Linked DNA regions of Mus musculus: region 1 is linked to region 2. A link is a contact called in public Hi-C data. All regions are on one chromosome and are shown on one strand. The core of a region is the stretch at or near the end of the contact, and the rest is flanking DNA. Distances in the headings are between cores, read along the strand shown.

Region 1 (4,516 bases), core at 370-2,869, 850 kb after region 2:
TTCCTCAGATTCCATCTGGAGGATTGTGACCTTTCCCAAACTTTGTCTCCTAGAGCTTTAACTAGCATCTCTGTTCATCTCTCTGGTTCCTCACCATCCCCATGCAAACCCTATGTAGTTGTTTCTAATCTATACTGATTGTCTTGTCATTGACAAGCCCAAGGGTCCCTGCCATGCTCTCCCCCAATCCATAAATATAAACACACACACACACACACACAGAGCTTTTATTCCTCAAAAGGCACTATTATTGATATCCAGAAAACATACTTATCAAAGAAGATGGTGGGATACATAAAGGAGTCCAGAGAATTAATAACGAACGTAATTTAAAGTATGGAGAATAACTAACCTAATTTAAAGTCCGGAGAACTAATAACTAGCCTAATTTAAGTTTGCAAGCAGTTTTAACACTTCACAAAAAAATATGTAAGTATCTAAAAAAAAAAAAGTCACACATGAATTACTTAAATTATCAAGAAGATGAGATTTAGAACCATACAGAAACCTCTCCACCAAAAAGACAGGCAACATAAACCGCGGGCAACAGTGCAGACTAGCCAGCCTCTGACATAGCTCATAGATGTGCAACATTTTGAATGACTTAGGCATGCATGTACTCTGTAACCCTGCGGTTCCAAAGGGATAGGGCTCAGAATCTGCTCAACCAATTCTGAGAAACAGCTCAAACACTCATCCCTAGGAGAATGGGTAACCAGATCTACTCAGACAACAGAATACAATTTCAGAAAATTAATACATACATACATACACACACACACACACACACACACATACATACACACACACAGCAAAGTAATACCCCGAACATTCTAATCAAACGAAGCTCCATATGAAAATGTACATCCTATTGATGTGACATTCTAGAGCAGGCAAAACTGAGGTATAAATAAGTTGCTTCGGTGGGTAATCCACGCAGGGACTGGAAAGTGGACATTGCTATTTTATCTCCTCATGGAGAATGGGTTACACAGGTGTTTGCACTTGTCAAAAGTCACTGACTAATAAACAAGATTTTTACACACACGCACACAAAGAGGAACAAACTCTGCACTCTATGGCGTGTGCCAGATCGCTTAGGAATAAAGCCGACTAACTCTGCAACATGCTTTGGAATTGACAATGACTAGTATGCTGTTTTATCACTCTGCCTGCGGCGGATACTGGTTAGGACAGCAAGCGCCGCCGAAGTGAGCCAGACTAGGCTTGACATCCATACTCTGCCCCTTGCTAAGCCCTGGGCCAGCAGCTTGCCCGGGACAGTGGCGGATCTGTCAGCCCCGTGCCCGCCCCAGACCCTCTCAGGACCATCACCCTCCCGCCAACACCGCAAGCACAGTCCACCACCCTCAAGCCCGAACCACAGCTCCGGGACTCACCACCAGCAGGTTCCTGTCCTCCACCAGCTGCCGCTTCCGCAGAATCTCGGATTTCAGGATGTCCATCTCGCTCCCAGGGTCTAAGTGTCTTCACTTTGACTCCCCAGCTCCTCGGCGGTAACCTCACCCGCCAGGGGAGGGGGAAGAGGACAAACCACGAAGCAACCAGAGCCCAATTATCGGAAAACAACAACTGCCGGAGCCGCTTCCGGCGGAAATCAGGATGAACGAAAGGAAGGTAGGGAGCGCCCCTCGGCGCGAACGCGGCCAAAACCGCTGAGTATTGTTGCCCCCTAGCGGAACCCTCCAGATACACACTTGTGATTTCAGTAACAGGTAGAAAAGAACAAAAGGCCGGGCAAAGGTAGCACAGGCCTTTAATCCCAGCACTTGGGAGGCAGAGGCAGGCAGATTTCTGAGTTGTCTCAAAAAAAAAAAAAAAACAACTGTTTGTCTCTTTAAATGGTTATTGTGCCCGATTGAACCAGCTTGTATACTCCTAAAGTTTGCTTCATAGTTCCTCAATTTACTTATTTGCCAAGAGTGCTAACATACTAGAGAATGAGAAATACATAAATAATACAAGTTTTAAAATGGCAGTGTTTATTAATTGCCTATTCAACACCCTGTAAATTTATTGTGTTTTCTGGTTATGCAATCAGCAATGAAGATTTTCAATGATGATTGGGAATATAATCATTCTTTCTTATAACCTAGCCCAAGAAAAAATATGTTGAAATTCTACTTTGATTTGTTTTTATTTTTATTGTGATTCAGGCACTCACTGTGTTGCCTGGGCAGGTCTCAAACTCTTGCTATCAAAGTAATCCTCCTGCCCCAACCGCAGAGTGGACCTCCATACTTGGCAGAGTTTTGGTTTTGTTTTGTTTTTTTTAATCTTAGAACCATTTATAACATATCTATTCTTGGTTCCATGCCATGAAAGCATCTTTGTTTTTAGTTGTCATAATTCAACAATATTTTATGTTACATTTTTCTATTCTAGAAGTAGTGAAATAACATTCAATTCAAACTCAAGTGTAGGTAAGATGGTTTATCAAAATAAAAACTGAAAGGATTGCTCATTAGAAAGTTTTATACTGGGGCTGGTGAGATGGCTCAGCGGTTAAGAGCACTGACTGCTCTTCTAAAGGTCCTGAGTTCAAATCCCAGCAACCACATGGTGGCTCACAACCATCTGTAATGAGATCTGATGCCCTCTTCTGGGGTGTCTGAAGACAACTACAGTGTACTTACATATAATAAATAAACAAATTTAAAAAAGAAAAGAAAGTTTTATACTGTGTGTGTGTGTCTGTGTGTGAAATAGGATATTTCATCTAAAAGATATCTGAGGACCAAAAAGATGGCTGAACAGCTAAAAATAGTTGCTGCCAAGACTGATGACCTGAGTGCAGTCCCTGGGAACCCACATGGTGGAAAGAAAAAGTAGATTCTCAAAGTCATCCTCTAACCACAACCACACCACCACATACACACACGTATACACACGCACGTTCACAACCACACCACCACATACACACACGTATACACACGCACGTTCACAACCACACCACCACATACACACACGTATACACACGCACGTTCACAACCACACCACCACATACACACACGTATACACACGCACGTTCACAACCACACCACCACATACACACACGTATACACACGCACGTTCACAACCACACCACCACATACACACACGTATACGCACACACGTTCACACATGCAACTGAAGAATAAATGACTAAATGTGGTAACTTTTTTAAAAAGTAAAAGATGCCTAACTTCTGTCCTTGGATGAAGCATGCTGACATTCTTATGTGAATAGTTGTTACCAGGGTCAAACCATTTACCCACATCCTTCTGATTTAGGAACTAGAGATGATGACCCCCAAACCTGAAGTGTTGGCATAGCTTATACAGTTCACAGAGAACCAGATGGGACACTATCAGGGTAAACTCAGAAAAGGCTATCTCCTCTTCAATTCCCATCTTTGACTTCTATGTTTATGCAAAGCGCATTAAATCATGATGAGGGTCTCAGATCAAAGAACGAAAAAGACGAATACCCGAGGGAGCAAATGGATGAGCAATTTAAACTACAGAAGAGGGGCACAGTGGGGAAGAGGACCAGCAGAGTTTAAAACAGATCAATCCTGCTATCCAGAAAATGTGTACACCATTTCATCACAAATATTATTTAAGAGTGAGATATTAGCTATAAATCAAAGGTCCTAAATTGAGGAATAGCTAAATTATAGGTCATACATACAACTGAATAGCACGAAACTACATTTGAAAAAAAATTCTCAACAATAGCAATGTTTATAATAGGCTTTCTTTTAAAAGTAAAATAATGAATGCATAAGTATAGCGTGCAAGGCCAACAAAGGGCTCAGTAGGTGGGTGCGCTTGTGCATGGGCCAAATGACCAGGCTCTGAACCCTAGAACGTGACAGAGGAGAACCTACTCTAGAGAGCCATGCTCTGACCACCACACACACACACACACACACACACACACACACACACACCATGGCACACACTTGCCCTTTCACAAACACACAAATAAATATCTTTAAATGTAAGTAAATACAGCAATAATATCTATTGTATAATTAAAACATAGAAACAAAGAACTTACTACAAGGAAATAGACCAAAATGAAGTTGTTAAATAGACACAGACCCACTGGTAAATATTAGTGTCTTCTTTAGCCCAGATTTTGATTCAAAGTCCATGATTTGGAAAAAAAATTCAGTTATCAGTCATTTCATATTTTATATCACTGAAACTTTTAATAGTCTAGACCTACTTATCTACTCTTGAAATTAAACATGATAAATCTTAAATGACTCCTATACAAGTGTAACGGTTTGTATATGCTTGGGAGTGGAACTATGAGAAGTTGTGACCCTGTTGGAGAAGGCATGGCCTTGTTGGAGTAGGTGTGTCACTGTGGGGGGGGGGTATAAGACCCTCACCCTAGCTGCCTGGAAGCCAGTCTTCTGGCAGCCTTCAGATGAAGATGTAGACCTCTCAGCTCTGCCTGCGCCACGCCTGCCTGGATGCTACCATGCTTGATGATAACGGAC
Region 2 (4,227 bases), core at 1,570-4,069:
CAGAAGGGCAGCTGAGATTTTCCCATGAGATTGTGAGGAAAGCTCAAAGTTGGCTGTCATAGAAAAGTACCAAAGTCTTGCCCTCTTCCCATGTGAACTCACCACACACATGCATGAATTTTGTGGGAGAGCAAAATCCAGTAAGCCAGGAGCAGGGGCCAAGGGCAGCAGCCAAGAGCAGCTGATATCCAAGACCAGCTTATCTCTGGCTTGTCATCTCCAGATGTTGGATCAGGACAAGTCTCTCTCTCTCTCTCTCTCTCTCTCTCTCTCTGTCTCTCTCTGTCTCTGTCTCTCTGTCTCTCTGTCTCTCTCTGTCTCTCTCTCTCTCACTCTCTCTCTCTCCTGTGTGTCTATATGTATATGGATGTGTTTATGTGTGCACACATGCATATGTATGTATTCGCATGTGTAACAGGAGGCTCTGGTGTTTCCCATAAACAGTTTCAGATGGAGTTCATTTTGGGTGTTAGAATTTGGGGATGGAGAGTGAGTGCACAGTAGAATAAGCTTAGGAACTCTCTCTGGACTCAGAGAATCTTATATTAGTTTTACCACCTTTTTGCTTTTGTAATACTGGAGAATTCTCTGGCCTCAGTTTCCTCATCTATAAAATGGTCATAATGATTGTATTCTGCCGCAGACTAACCCCTTATTTGGGTCTCCTGTCTGCGTGGAACAGGTCTCTAGTTGCAGGTGAGCAAGGAGTCAGCAAATGACAAACAGAAGCGACACAAGAGAGTGTGTAGAATCTGAGTGTATTGTCACAAAGTGAACACCAGTCTTATATAATACAGAAAACAAAGGGGTAGGATGTCACGGCTGGCAAAGTACATTGAAGTTACCTGACATTGAAGTTACCTGGAATGACTCCAAAAGGACTTACAGGAACCAGGTAATATTTACAGTAAAGATAAAACAGCCCTGCCTAGGGTCAGCTAATGACAGCTAAGGATTTCACACCCTAGTCACACTTTGTGCTACTCCTTTGAGCCTTGTGAAAGCTAGCACCAGGGGTTTCTGCTCTAGCAGACCTTCTCATGATTAATGCAATACCACAAACCTCCTATTTCCTAGGCCTTGATAAATTCTTGTATGAGTGTAACTTGGCTGTTCTTTTAAGTATTTGTAGGGAATCTCCATTTGTCAGAAGAATTCACCAACTTTCTTCTAATATGAAATGTAGCCTGTTATACCTGGTTGTAGTGAAGATTCCAGTCTCAGTGGGATTCCCTACCTCTTACATGGTAAACCCACCTATTAGCTAGGTCATTGTGTATTCCCTTGTTTGGGTGAGACTGGCTACTGTCCTAAGTAATCACTCTGCAGACCAGCCCTGAGCTATTCTAGCTTCTTCTTTGTAATGCCTACTTTCAAATCTCTACTAGAAGTAAATTTGAATGTTACTGAATAGGTAACCTTTTCACTGAATTCCTACTGAATTCCAAGCTCGTTAGTTCGTTGGCTTCAAGGATTTTCTAGGACGTTGGAACACTGGTGGAGGCTTACCTATGTCAGAATTCAATCTTTAAAGGCACTTATAATAAGATAATACTGAAAGAGAGCACATGGATCCATACATCAGACTAACACGGGGATAGGGTATGAGTACACGGGTTATGAGAATGCCAAGGTTCCAGGAGGTTGAGTTTCCTTGAAACTCCCTGCCTCGTGAGTGCTCCCAGGCCTCTCGGCCTGCCAAGCAGACTTCACTGGGGTAGACGGAGCAGTGTTCGCCTCCCCGGGTTATGTGTGAGGTGGTTAATAAGCATAAGTAGTTACCATTCTCGTATTTATCTATGTTTTGTTTCTATGCTGTTCAAGCTAGGCAGGGCTCTGTCACCGGAATCCTATGCCATGAAGGACTGCAGAGCCCATGTCACCAACAGATTACAGATCCAGCAGTAACTTGTATGATCTTAAACTCAGATGTCTGTCTCCAGATTCCTCTTCTGAAAGTCTGTCCACATTGGCCTTAAGAACTTCAAGCACCATTTTGTGGGCTAACACTCCACTGTGCCCTCACTTAGAGAAAGCACACCGAAGCCATGGTTCAAGGCAGAGACATGCTGACCCCTCCTCATTTTGTGGGAGCAGTCAATCAGGACAGTCCTGTTGGCACAGGAAGGAAAGCTTTAAGGCCAGGTCAGAGCCAGGCCATGCCTTGCAAAGTCATTTGGGAAGCCAGAGGAACCTAGAACAAGAGGAGAATGTTTGAGGGGTGAATTCTGTCGGGGCTGGAAGTTGGTGTTTTTCATGAAAGTCCTGGCATGAGTAGTTGCTCAATAAATAGTTTCCTTTTTGGCAATATTGGAACTTGAACTTGTGCTTCTCACATGTTGGGTGAGAACTCCATGACTGAGTTCCAGCTCCATCCCTTCATTTCCTGTTAAACAATAGATGCTCAACCGAAGCCCAACCGGAAGTCTAGTGAATGTTGTTTTTCAGCAGTGCGCAGAGGACTGGGCCAGTCACACTGAAGGTGGAGGGTCAGGAAGCAAGGCACACACAGCAGGCAACTTGGTCCAGAAGGAGTCAGCGCAGGGGGTGAATGAGAGTAAGTAGCTTGTAGGAAGCGAGCTCTCCCAGGGACACAGCGCAGCGCAGCGTTAGGTCTCCCTCCCTGTGCCGGCTTTTGACATCAGGACTCAGCAGCTCTGAGTTTGATCCTTTAGCCTAGGACGCTCATACCTATCGTTATAAGTGATTGTGAATGAGGCTTAAATAAAGTAATAAAACCGACTCCTAGCTAGGACCTAGCCCATACAGACCCTCAGCGCAGGTGGTTGAACCTGTTTGCAATGGCCTTAAAATGATGCCGGATGCTGCCACCTACTGGGATCCAGTGGAACTTTTAAAATATTTTTTAGCTAGAATAATAATCCACGTGTGTTAGTTTGTTGGTGGTGTTATTATTTTCCTTACTGGTCTTCGTCTCCTCACCACCCCAGGCCCCTAGTTTTCTGCTCTTGTCTGGCTGAGGTATTTACTGAATGAATAGTAAGTGTTGTTTAAACCTGTCCGTGTGGTATCCAGTTTCTGCCTCCAGAAGAGTCCACTGTATGAATCTCAGGGCTGCTGTTTACTATGAGGCAGGGGACAGCGTCTGAGCTTCCTGACCTTCAGTTTTCCTGGCAGGCTATAAAATGGCCTCCATCTGTTTGGAAGAATGAGTTTTACTCATTCATTTACTCATTCATTCATCCAGCGAGTGAGCTTTTAGGAGGAAGGGGAGTGTCAGTCTGCAGAGGAAACAGATGGTGCATGGGGAGGGGCACCCCACACACCCATACCTTGCAGTGATTCACGGGAGACTGATTGCCCCCATCCGCTGTCTCTCTTCTTTTACTGTATGAGAGTCATTTCCTGAAACACAGATCTCCGCTTATGATGGCCTCACTTCAAATTTGTCACTACGTTGAAGGCCAGTCTGCCTATCATGGAAACTTTGGTCCTATTCAAACTGGTCTGCTCTACCAAGCTACTTCTGGGTTTCTGAAATGGTAGTAGACAACCTTTACCACAGGTTAGACATTGTGCTAAGTGTTTTATTGGATAATTGTTATAGCTTCCCAGGACATGAGCCTTATGCCTGTTATAATCGTGGAGCTATAACAATAACGTCAAGGGACATCTTCAAGGAGAAAGCGTGGCTTTGGTTCAGTTTCAGATGTCTCAGATTAGGGTTCCCAGCTCTATTCGATTCCCAGCTGGTGGGGTAGAACATTATGCCAACAGGAACCTGTGTGTCTTAGTTTGGGTCTTGTTGCTATGAAAAGACACTATGGCCAAGGCAAGTCTTATGAAAGCAAATATTTAATTGGGGTTGGCTTACAGTTTCAGAGGTTCAATCCATTATCATCATTGCAGGAAGCATGGCAGCATCCAAGTAGATGTGGTGCTGGAGACGGAGCTGAGAGTCTTGATTTGAAAGCAGTCAGGAGAGACTGTCTTCTGCATTGGGCAGAGCCTTAGCATAGGAGGAGTCCCCAAAGTCCATCCCCATAGTAATACACTTCTTCCTAAAAGTGCCACTTCCCATGGGCCAAGCATATTCAAACCACCACACTGTGCTAGAGACTACTTATCTCATGGTGGATGGGAAGCAGAGAGGGGACAAAGAACTGGGGACAAGTTAGAACCATCAGAGATACGCCCTCCGTGACCCACTTTCTCTAACTTGAATTGGTCTCCCATAGTTTCCACAGTCTCCATAAGGAGCCCTGC

Evidence for each region. Hi-C and Micro-C count contacts between places; a contact is called where the count stands out from the background.
Region 1: a Hi-C map of B cells shows a contact between it and region 2, with 8 read pairs. The contact joins the promoter of Prpf18 here to the enhancer-like site in region 2. A contact is called at or near these places in 6 of 39 promoter capture datasets (the 3T3-L1 cell line, the SN4741 cell line, cranial neural crest and 2 more), 1 of 15 datasets of contacts at CTCF or cohesin (the NIH/3T3 cell line), 4 of 484 Hi-C or Micro-C datasets (B cells, adipose-derived mesenchymal stem cells, embryonic fibroblasts and 1 more), 1 of 115 datasets of contacts at active chromatin or transcription factors (craniofacial prominence) and 1 of 9 other capture datasets (liver).

Annotation. Positions count from the first base shown.
Region 1 is chr2:4,650,516-4,655,031 of GRCm38.p6, forward strand. Prpf18 (pre-mRNA processing factor 18) reads right to left here and starts at 1,620. Exons shown (of 10, transcript NM_026045.4): 1 at 1,401-1,620. The coding sequence starts at 1,466.
Region 2 is chr2:3,797,387-3,801,613 of GRCm38.p6, forward strand. No RefSeq gene overlaps it. Among named protein-coding and RNA genes, the nearest start is that of Gm36031, 8.3 kb to the right of the region's middle. Within about 2 kb of position 2,820, at least 59 of the 459 cell types and tissues checked have an H3K27ac peak or open chromatin away from gene starts, as enhancers often do. A contact at or near this core is called in B cells, liver and uterus, where this site is marked.